Regions from separate parts of the Mus musculus genome. Here region 2 is linked to region 1. A link is a contact called in public promoter capture Hi-C data. All regions are on one chromosome and are shown on one strand. The core of a region is the stretch at or near the end of the contact, and the rest is flanking DNA. Distances in the headings are between cores, read along the strand shown. Region 1 overlaps Sae1 (SUMO1 activating enzyme subunit 1). Region 2 holds the start of Rtn2 (reticulon 2 (Z-band associated protein)).

The links. Promoter capture Hi-C pulls out the DNA fragments that hold promoters and counts their contacts.
Region 2: a contact with region 1 is called in a promoter capture Hi-C map of liver, with 4 times the contacts expected there. The contact joins the promoter of Rtn2 here to the enhancer-like site in region 1. A contact is called at or near these places in 3 of 39 promoter capture datasets (cranial neural crest and liver).

Annotation. Positions count from the first base shown.
Region 1 is chr7:16,361,472-16,367,212 of GRCm38.p6, reverse strand. It overlaps Sae1 (SUMO1 activating enzyme subunit 1), which reads left to right. Exons shown (of 9, transcript NM_019748.3): 5 at 307-406. Among named protein-coding and RNA genes, the nearest start is that of Sae1, 24 kb to the left of the region's middle. Within about 2 kb of position 2,637, at least 149 of the 459 cell types and tissues checked have an H3K27ac peak or open chromatin away from gene starts, as enhancers often do. A contact at or near this core is called in liver, where this site is marked.
Region 2 is chr7:19,280,789-19,286,470 of GRCm38.p6, reverse strand. Rtn2 (reticulon 2 (Z-band associated protein)) reads right to left here and starts at 3,847. Exons shown (of 10, transcript NM_013648.6): 1 at 3,606-3,847. The coding sequence starts at 3,639.

The DNA of each region.
Region 1 (5,741 bases), core at 1,388-3,887:
CTTATGCTAGGCAGTTTACTTACGTTCTTTTCCCATTATCACATCAGGGACAGCTAGTTTAAAAATGGCTAACTGATTTATCAGATCTCTCCAGGGACCGTGATGAGATTTGAGCTCAGGCCTCATTGATTCAAAAACTTTTTTGCTCTATTTTGGTTGTATATTTGTTTTGTTTATCAAGGCAGGATTTCTCTGTAGCCTTGGAACTCACTCTGTAGACAAGGCTGTACTTGAACTCAGCCTTTTGCTCATTACATTCCAGTGATGTGACTTTCAAACTTGGCTTCCTCCCATTGTCTCTTCTAGAGAGAAAACCAAAGTTGCCAAAGTAAGCCAAGGAGTGGAAGATGGACCTGAGGCCAAGAGAGCAAAGCTTGATTCATCAGAGACAACCATGGTCAAAAAGGTAAGCGAGAGAGCTGAGGTTGGAAACCCTGGGGCCTCGTAACTGCAAATGAGGGAAGCCTGGAAGAGGAAGTTCGAGAGTGGGTATAGCTACTGCTGATTCCAGGCAGCTCTCTCCTCCCGAGAAAATGGGTTTATATTCCAGATCCTTCACTGTTCTGACAGCCTCTCAAATGATCAAGTACTCTTGTGCTGCAGCACCGTGGTAGCCAGATGACAAGCTTGTGTAACTGATTTGGCATAAAAGCCATCAGTTTTGACTTCTAGTGTCACATGTGTCATGTGACAGTGACGTATGAGACTGGAAGTGGGTCTTAGACCTGAGTGTGGAGTTAGACAGTTGTGAGCCACAGTGTGACTTGAGATGCTCAGTAATAAAGTGTTTCCTGTACAAGCGCGCTGAGCAAGTCACCCCAGACGGCTTGTGCCTGTGTGACAGTGCCCGGGAGGGAGACGAGCGGTCAGTGTAGTGAGCACCAGGTTCAGTAAGAGCTCCTGTCTCAGAAAGGTAAAGAGCTGGGCTGGCACTGGTTATTGTAGAGGAGGATCTGTGTTCCCGTGGCAGTAAGCCCAGCGTGGTGACTCAGGCCTTATCATCTCAGCATTTAGGAAGTGGAGACTAAGGATCAGAAGTTCAAAGCTCCAGTTCCAGGTTAGCTTGGGCTACCTGAGACTTTGTCCCCAAACCAACAGAAAGGTCTTTAATATGTGGATAGTAATTGCTGGTGTTGTGTGGGTCTCCCCCCCCCCCCCCAAAAAAAAACAAAACAAAACAAAACAAAAAACCATTGGGCGTAGAACCTGGGGACTTAGACATGTGTTTGGGTCTAGTGCAGTGTTTAATCTCATTTTAGAGAAAGCAGTTAGGAAAGCAAACAGAAGGCAATGGTTTCTTTAGCCGGTGTTAGACAAGAAAATCTTGTACTAGGGAAAGCAATTTGAAGTGGCTGGTATTGGTTTCACAAAACTGAGAAATAATGGGACCAAACCCATATTTAAGGAAAGCCGTTGGTTGGAACATTCATTTAAAGTTTCATTGAGGGTTAGAGGTTCTGTGCAGGTTCCACAGCACTGGGACTAAGTTTTCTAGCAAGACAAAACTGCATTTTCTGTCCCTTACTTTTGTGTTTGTGTTGGGATAGCTTTATCTGTGAGCCTGATGCCGAGGAATTATTAAGCTCTAATTTTAGTGTCTATTCACAGGACTGTAATTACCCGGAGTGAACAAACCTGGAGTCCTTTCTTTTTGAGGCCCAGTCAGGCTTTCTCTGCTGGGTTGCCTGAGTTTGGTGGGGAGAGACATTGTTAACAAATGGAGGAACACAAAAGGAGCTTTGTGGGCGGCTCTGTCAGTTTATAAATCACACCCTCTTACAAGTGTGACACTTGGCCCTGGTGTGAAGGGTTTTATGGCTTAAGGGCCTTCTCTGATTGAGGCCCACATTTTGCATTCATATGGAAAAAGCCCTTGCTTTGTTAGCCATTCACAGCTGGAAGTTTCCCTGGAATCCCTTCTGATGATGCCCACTAGGGTGGATATGGAAGCTTCATTTGGGAGCCACTTTTCTGTCACTATGAGGAGAATGTGGGGACCCCAGGCCAGTACTTGGCAGTCTTGGTGTGCCATTCCTGAGCGCTCTGCCGGCACTTTGCCCTTTGTGCAATGTCTTCCTTACAGAGGGCAGAAATTGAAGATATCAAAATATTCCCCAGCTGACATTGTTAGTCAGCTGTTACAATGGGACTATTCAGCTGGGATTCCAACCCTGAGCTCTTGAGGGCGCACAGCATGCAGCACATTCCTTCTGACAATCCCCTGGATTCCAGACCTTGGCTTTGTGTCTCACCAAGAACACAGGGCAAGGACAGGGTGTGGCAGTGTTTGGCCTTGTGGCTTTGCCACCTGGTAGTAACAACTTCTCTATTTGGAGAGAGAGGGCCTTGGGATTTTATTTTACTTATTTATAATTTTTTTGAGTGTGTCAGTCCTGGCTGACCTGGAACTCAGAATGAAGACCAGGCTCACCCAATATCTTCCTGACACCAGGCCAAGTGGCCCTGTGATTTTGAAGTTTTGTCTAGTTAAATTCCTTCACCCAGATTTTAAGGTTTCCTAAATTGTACAGAATAAGTAGTTGGGTTCTATTCAGATTGCAAGATGGGGTGAGGGAAGCAGCTACTTCCTGTTTCCTGTGAAAGGTGTCTGTCAGAGTCCCCCTCTCCTCCCACTTGTCCTAGGTTCAATCAGTTGTTGTAAAACCACTTTGGGTTCAAGGTACATGGTGTGCTCCTAAATTAGAAACATCAGAAAACAAAGAGGAAAAACAGAGCTTGTGGTTTTCACACATCTAGGAAGTTGGGTCTTTTTAACACACGTAAGCCTGTGATAAATAGGGCAGTAGGAGAGGCCCAACTGGAGGCAGCTGGCACTTGGGTTTGTTAGCATCTTTTTGGTACTTTGGTTTTTAAGTTGCATGTGTTTACTTTGTGTGTGTCTGTGTCTGGGGCCTGTTAAGTATTACAGGCAGTTCTTTTACCACTGAGGTACAACTCCATGTACCCTTTAGAGTTTAGTTCCTGGGCTGGTTGGATGGGTAAAGGGACTTGTCACCCAACCACATCATCCAAGTTCAGGACACACATGGTGGGAGAATCAGCTCTTAGAAGTTGGCCCCTGACCTCTGTGAATGTATGTGTACACACACAATAAATGAATAAATAAATGTGCTTTTAAAATACTAGGTTTTAGTCGTTGAGATTAGGAAAGTTTTGTTTATTGCCTTATTCTTAGGCCAGCGCTTAGCACATAGTCAGGAAATAAAGTTCAGTGTAATGGCATTTCCTGCAGCAGAAAATGACCACCCTGAAGGAGATCTTTGTCGTTTTAAACCTACATCATGGAATTAACTGTGGGATGAACTAAATGACTTAGCTTTACAGCACATTAGTTTTCATAGATCAGTTACTTGATCTGAGAGAACAGAATTCCAAAGATAAGAAACTTGCTCAGAGCTGAGCAGTGGGGGTGCACGCCTTGAATCCCAGCACTTGGGAGGCAGAGGCAGGTGGATTTCTGAGTTTGAGGCCAGCCTGGTCTACAAAGTGAGTTCCAGGAAAGCCAGGGCTATACAGAGAAACCCTGTCTTAAAAAAAAAAAAAAACCCCAAAAACAAAACAACAACAAAAAAAAAAACCAAACAAACAAAAAATAGATTGCTTGGTTTAGAGCTGCTGTCGCCAACTTTTTCAGGTGTCGAATGACTTGACAGGCTGGCTGTTGAAAAACACAGATATTTACATTATGACTAGTAACAGTAGCCAAATTATAGTTCAGAAGTAGCAAAGTAGTAGTTATATGGCCAGACAGTCATGTGCACACCTTTAATCTCAGCACTGGGGAAGCAGAGGCAGGCAGATCCCTTGAGTTCAACAACAGCCTGGTCCACAGAGCTGAGATCCAGGTCTGCCAAGGCTCCTCAGAGAAACCCTGTCTTGAAAACAGAGAGGGAGAGGGAGAGAGAGAGAGAATATTTTCTGGCTGGCTGGCACAGTCTGAGGAAGGCTTGCAGCATTAGGAAGGTTGATGACTTAGAGACAGGAAACGCACTGGTCTATACAGAGTGTTTGGTTGGATACTGGGGTCAGGGTTTCCAGGGAAGATGGTTGGCTGAGATGGAGAATGATGTCTTGCCTTATGGGGAAGTTTTTCACTTTCAATGACATGAGCACAGAGAATGAACCCTATGTGTGTCTGTCTGTCCCCAGCCCTCCATTCTTTCCTTCTTTTCCTTTCTCTTCTTTCCTCTCTTCATGACTGAAAACAGGCAGCCCAGCTGAGTTTAGACACAGTCTGTAGCCCAAAGAGGCCCTGTGTTTTCAGTCTTTCCTGCTTTAGAATGAATGCTGAGTGCACAGCATACTTTACCACTGTATCTGATACACGTGGAAGTATGCACATAATTTTTTATTTCATGTAGAGAAATATGCCACATCCTTGTTCTCAGTTTGGCTTGCTAATCTGCCACACTTTTCTTTATTCTTGCTTTATTTCACTCCTAAACAGGTTGACTGTGGGGTTGCTGGGATACATGGCACCTGAAAGGGCAGACCTCACTCATGCATACTTGCTTTTGATTTAACCTGGGTTAAACTTAAGAACTGGAGAGAGAGGACTCAGCATTTAAATGCACTTGTTGCTCTTGCAAAGGACCCCAGTTCCAGGGGATCCAGCAGGAGTGTGTGTAGTCTAACATTCATATACCTAAAGTAAAATGAATACATGGTTTGTTCTTAGTCACGCTTTCAAAAAAAGAAAGCAACTTTCTATACCAGCGATTAAGCATAAACTAAGACTCTTTGCTAGCATCATGCATACTACCAAATTAAAGAGGCAAACATGTTTGACGTGCTGGGGCTGAGCCTCTCACTCTTTGTCAGTGTAAATAATGGTTATCAGCAGTTGGCTCTTGTTTCCATGTGTTTCTTGTTGTGTCTGTGTGCATAAGCACTATCTAGACTTGCTCCCCATGTCTCTTCACTACTTCAGATCTGGTTTCCTGTTGCATGTGTGCTGCCACCTGCTTTGTAAGAGAAGCATTATGTTGGTGGGACCATCTGTTTGTGGGTCTTTGTGGAGCTTTGCTGTCCTTTGTGGTAGTTACTAGACACATACGGCTATTTGATAATAAATACAGAATAAAACGACAACTCTAGTGTTGAGTAAGCACCTGTAGCTGCTGGCCTGGGAGTTGCACACCGTGTATACAGCCTACACCATCATCGTCCTTCCTCTTGGACAGTACTGCAGTGCTTCTTTGTGTGACTACATTACTGTTTACGTATCTGCTGTTGGTGGCATTCAGGTGTGTAAACTTCCCTGTTAGAGACTGCACTGTGCTCAGCATTCTGTTTGTGCGGTGAGATTGTGTATAGTCGACTTGGGCAGTTGTGTTCTTTTCTGCAGGGTAAACTAGGATAGGGCATCTTCACCTTTTGCAGATGCTGTTGTTGCTCTAAGGATTTTTGCCAATACCCATTCCGTGGCCAATAGCATGTAGCAGTCTCACTTGCTTATCTCAGGCTTTGTTTCAACTGTGCTGTTAAGTGAAAATTGTTCGGCTTACGGTTGTCATTTGGTTGAATACATGTTTTTCTTTTCAAATAGGTTCTCAATATGTAGCCTGGCTGGTCCGGGAAAGTAGCTTCATAGCCTAGGCTATAAAGTTGGCGTTCTCCTCCCTCTGTCTCCCACATTCTGGGATTGTAAATATACACAGGCATGAAGGGCACTTTTTTTTTTTTTTTAATTAAAAAATTTCCACCAGATGCTGGTGGCA
Region 2 (5,682 bases), core at 2,598-5,097, 2.9 Mb before region 1:
CGAGCTGTGGAGGCTCAGCAGGTACAAGTGCATGCTGACAATCCTGTGTACCTGACTCTCTAGAGTTGACCGCTGACATACAGGGCCCAGGGCCCATGCAGCATGCACACAGGCTCATGCACACACATGCAAACACACAAACACTCACACACAGATGGAAACACACATAAGCACACAAAAAATTCTTTTTGTGGTTGGGGGGGGTGGGATTCAAGACAGGATTTCTCTGTCTAGGAGCCTTGGTTATCCTAGAACTTACTCTATAGACCAGGCTGTCCTTGAACTCCACCTGCCTCTGCCTCTGCCTCTGCCTCTTCTGCCTCTGCCTCTGCCTCTCGAAGCTGGGATTAAAGGCATGTGCCACCAGCGCCCCGCCTAAAAAAATTTTTTTAATGATGGAAATGCACTAGTGCTGGAGGCCTGGATAGTTGGAATTTTAAGAAATCTTAAACTGCCGGGTGGTGGTGGCTCACACCTTTGATCCCAGCACTTGGGAGGCAGAAGCAGGGGGATTTCTGAGTTCGAGGCCAGCCTGGTCTACAAAGTGAGTTCCAGGACAGCCAGGGCTATACAGAGAAACCCTGTCTCGAAAAACCAAAAAAGAAAGAAAGAAAGAAAGAAAGAAAGAAAGAAAGAAAGAAAGGAAGGAAGGAAGGAAGAAAGAAAGAAAGAAAGAAAGAGAGAAAGGAAGGAAGAAAGAAAGAAAGAAAGAAAGAAAGGAAGAAAGGAAGAAAGAAAGAAAGAAAGGAGAGAAAAGAAAAGAAAAGAAAAGAAAAGAAAAGAAAAGAAAAGAAAAGAAATCTTAAGCTATTTGAATGGTAGGACATTTTGCTTTCTGTATAGAGTGTAAAACAGTAAGGACATCGATACCAGAAGCTCGGAGCTGCAGGTCTGATCATACAGACCTGTATTCCCAACTAACTACTGGAGATTGAAATAGGAGGACCACAAGTTCAAGGCCTGCTTGGGCAATAGCAAGATTGTTTCAAAATAAAAAGCAAAAAGAGGGCTGAAATGCTTGGGAGTGGAACACTTAACAAGCTTGCAGGGAGCTCTGGAGGCAGTCAGTCCATGCAAACACAGTTGAGAGGAGAAAGGGAAGGAGGGGGAGGGGCAAAAGGAAAAGAAGAGAGAAGCTGGAGAGAAGGTTTTCATTAAAAGCACCTGTTGCTCTTGCAGAGAACCCAGGTTTGATTCCTAGCACCTACAGGGTGGCTCACAAACATCTGTAGCTCTAGTTTTAAGGTAGCAGTTCTCAACCACTGAGTTTCGACCTCTTTGGAGGAGGTCTAAGGACCCTTTCACAGGGGTGGTAGCCAAGACTATCTGAATATTATATATTTACATTATAATTCATAGCAGTTGCAAAGTTGCGATTACAATGTTACAACGAAGATAATTTACAGTTGCGGGTCCCCACAACATGAAGAACTATATTAAAGGATTGCAGCATTAGGAAGGTTGGGAACCACTGTTAGGGATCAGATGCCCTCTTCTGGTCTCAGTGGGTACTGCATGCATGTGGGGCACAGACATATATGAAGGCAAAACATCATACACATATAAAATAAAAATGGAGAGATGGCCCAGCAGCTAAGAGCACTTGTTGCTCTTCCAGAGGTCCTGAGTTCAATTCTCAGCACCCACACGGTGGCTCACAACCATCTGTAATGAGATCTGGTGCCCACTTCTGTCATGCAGGTATACATGCAGAGTTCTTACATACATAAGATAAATTACTCTTAAAGATAAATAAAATTAATTAAAGAAACAGAAGAGGAAGAGGAGGGTCGGAGGAATAGAGAAGCAGAGGAGACTTAGAAGTTCTGAACCAGGACTAAGGAAGTGGTTCTCACAATACACAAAGCCGCAGGTTTGACCCCGAGCATGAAATAAACAGGGTGTGTTGGTGCACGCTTGTAGACCCAATGTGGGAGATCGGCGGAGATAGGAGGATCAGGATCTCAAGGTTAACTTCAGATTGCTACATATACAGTACACACAATCCTAATCCCAGCCAACCTGGACTACAGGAAGCTTTATCTCAACGTCTTTCAAGTAGGTGCCTTGGGAAGTTTCAGTCCAGCCAGCCAGCCAGCCAGCCAGCCATCCATCCAACCATTCATTCACTGAGCACAGGTTATGTGGCAGGCACTGTTCTAGGTCCCAGAGGGGTTACATTATGAGCAAATTAGACAAAACTCCTGACCTCATAAAGTTATACTTTGTGGAAGAGTCCATAAAACATCAAGTCAAGCTGGGCGTGGTGGCGCGCGCCTTTAATCCCAGCACTCGGGAGGCAGAGGCAGGCGGATTTCTGAGTTCGAGGCCAGCCTGGTCTACAAAGTGAGCTCCAAGACAGCCAGGGATATACAGAGAAACCCTGTCTCGAAAAAACCAAAAACAAAAACAAAAACAAAAAACCAAAAACAAAAAAACATCAAGTCAAACAAGGTAAGGGGGATGGAGTTCCTCTTGACACAGAATAGTCCCCAAAGCTTTTCTGATGGCATCAGACCTCAGATGCCTCGGGTTCTGCCTTCCAGACAGAGGGGAAGGTCAGTACAAAGTTTTTGAGGTAGGCACTGTGATTGGGACAGGAACAGAGGGGTGTGAAGGTGTGAATGGAGGAAGGGGGCAGATTATAGATAAGGACAAGAGAGGTGGGGCTGGCTGGGGACAGGCCTGCAGGGTCTCCCCCTGGTGATTTCAGCTGAAGACGAGATCTTTGGGCGCTAGGAGGAGGGGAATGAAACTAAAAATGTCCGAGTGGCACATTCTCAGAACTTGGGCATCTGGATACCCAAGACGTGCAAGTGGCTAGATCTGCTAGCGTCGGCATCCCCAGCTGTCAGAACTACCCTGTGTGGGACGCACGGGTAAACACCGACTGCCAGAGCCGATGTCTCAGAGTGGAGCAGGATGACACAAGGGGCTTGGAACCAGGAAGCCAGCCCCTGGAGCTAGCTTAGGGGCTCTTCACACAAGAGAGCCTCGACAGCCTTCGAAAATGGAAACCCTACCCCGCACCTCCGTCTCATTTCCTCACCTGGGCAACCAGAGGCCTGAAGAGGAGTGTGATCTTCTGCAGGGTTACTACTGAGTGGAAAAGCCCGCTAAAGACTCAGACTTGGAACGAAGCCAGGGATGACTGTTTTCTTAGGACAGGGGTCGGACACCCAGGGTGATATTGGGAGTGCCTTCTGGGCAGATCATGAGGGTGAGATGCAAAATGTGTGCCGAGGGGAGTCGGATCCTTCTATTTCATCCTGACTCAACCCGTCAGCTGAGGCCAGCACCAGGGCCGGGGACAGCTCCCCACGAGCTTGCTCCTTCTCACACTGGGCGGGGCGACCCAATCCAGCGCCCAGCGCGCACCCCCAACACGCGATCTCGATGACCCCCCCTCCACCCCATTGCACCGGGTCCTCCGGGTCAGGATGCCCCAGTTGCCTCCAAAGCGCGGGGGGGAGGGGAAGGATTCCTTTGTCTCCTTCCCGGCTTCCCGGCTCTCCCTCGAGCCCGCTCGCGGAAGATGGAGACCCTAGGAGGACCCCACGCGGTTTTCTGTGCCCCACACCAGGCCGGAGCCTCTCCATACTCACTGCAGTGGGCGAAGACCGGCAGGACCTGCCCCATGGCCCCCCTCGGGCCTGCATCGGGACCCCCGCCCACTCCGGCCGCGCCGCCCTGGGCCTGGGGCCACGGGCGCTCATCTCCGCCGCGTCGACGACGCCGCCGCCATCCTCCCGGGCTGCTTTAGCAGCCGCCGCCGCCACCGCCGCCACCGCCGCCGCCCTCTGCTCCACTCCGCGGGGGAGGGCGGGGCCGCAGAGGAGCAAGCACTGCAGCGCGGGGGCCTGGGGCGGGGCCTAGAATTGAAGGCGGGGCTTGAGGACCTGGAGGGAGGGACCTCCGTTTTAATGGGAGGCGTCTGGGTTTCGGAGAGCGGGGCCTTTAGGAATGGGGCGGGGCTTGAGCGGTGTGCAGCGCGGGAGAGAGTGCCCAGAATATGCATACTCCGATGTAAGGGTGTTGGGGCAGTTTTAGAGATGGCACTGAGAGAGGGTGGGATATGATGTTCTGGGGTAGAGTCTGAGGCTAGACTTGGAGATGGCGTGGAAAAAGGGGGTGGGGAAAAGAACTAAAACTTAAAACTTATTTTCTGCCAGGCTATGGTGGTGTACACCTTTACCGGCGCTTGGGAGGCAGAGGCAGACAGATCTCTGTGAGTTCAAGGCCAGCCTGGTTTACAGAGCGAGTTCCAGGACAGCCAGAAACCCTGTCTCAAAACAAATAAACAAAACTCGTTTTTTTCTTTTTTAAAAAAAGGTTTGTTTATTTATTTTATGTATGTGAGTACACTGTAGCTGTCTTCAGACACACCAGAAGAGGGCATCAGATCCCAGTACAGATGGTTGTGAGCCACCATGTGGTTGCTGGGAATTGAACTCTAGACCTCTGGAAGAGCAGACAGTGCTCTTAACCACTGAGCTGTCTATCCACCCCTCCCCAACTTATTTTCTTTAAAGATTTGTTTGTTTGTTTATTATGTACAGTGTTCTGCCTGTATATATGCCTGTATGCCAGAAGAGGGCGCCAGATCCTCTCATTGTATATGGTTGTGAGCCACCATGTGATTTCTGGGAATTGAACTCAGGGCCATCTCTCCAGCCCTAACATTTAGTTTTACAATTATTTGTGTGTGTGTGTGTGTGTGTGTGTGTGTGTGTGTGTGTGTGTGTGTATCCTGTGGAGCATATAAGCAGGTCACTCTGCTCCAGTCACACGTTCATACCCAGCAAGCTTACTCTTCAGAGTAGGAGCTTTGGGAAGTTTCCGTTCATTCATCCTTTCAATAGTCGTCTATAGAGCATGTGTGGTAAGACAGGTACGTAGGCCCCAGCGGGATACCGATAAACAAGTGAGACAAAACTCCTATTCTATCCTGCCTCTGCCATATCATCAACACCTCTTATGGGCAGTTGTGGCCAGCACCAGGTCCCAGAATTCCCTCTTTCTACCATGTGGGTTTGGGGGATGGAATTCAGGTCACCAGGCAAAGGGCTTTTACTCCATTGAGCCTCCTTGCCCAACCCAAAGCACTCAAAACTTTTAAGGCTCAGAGAGGAGCTTAGACATGGGTGGGGTTGAGGCAACAGCATAGAATGATGTAATAGATGGGATCTGAGCTACAGATGTGGTCTGGAAAGGCAGCGTGTGAGGTTGGTAAAATGACCGTGAGCAGGAGATAGGACAGCTTTGATTTTTAAGCTATTGTTATTATAGTTAAGTTGGTTTTTGTTGTTGTTGCTTTGTTTTGTATTTAAGACAGGGCTTTATGCAGCCTAAAATGGCTTTCAACTCCTGATCCTCTTTCTCCCACCCCAAGTGCTGGGATTACAGGCCTGTAATACCATGTCTGGCTTGGAGGCCATCTTTGATCAGAAAACACCCAAAAGGCAGAAGCAGGAAAATCAAGGAGTTCTAGGCCAGCCTTGGATACAATAGTGTTTGAGTCCAGCCTGGGCTACATGAGGATCTGTCTCAAACAAACCACAACCAAACAAAAGGGCTTGGGAGGTGGCGCTCAGCCCACATAGGTGTAGAGCTTTGGTTTAGGCAGTCTACGGTCAGAGGAGGTCCTTTAGTCCAAGACGTGGGTTCTAGAGTTGAAGTCTC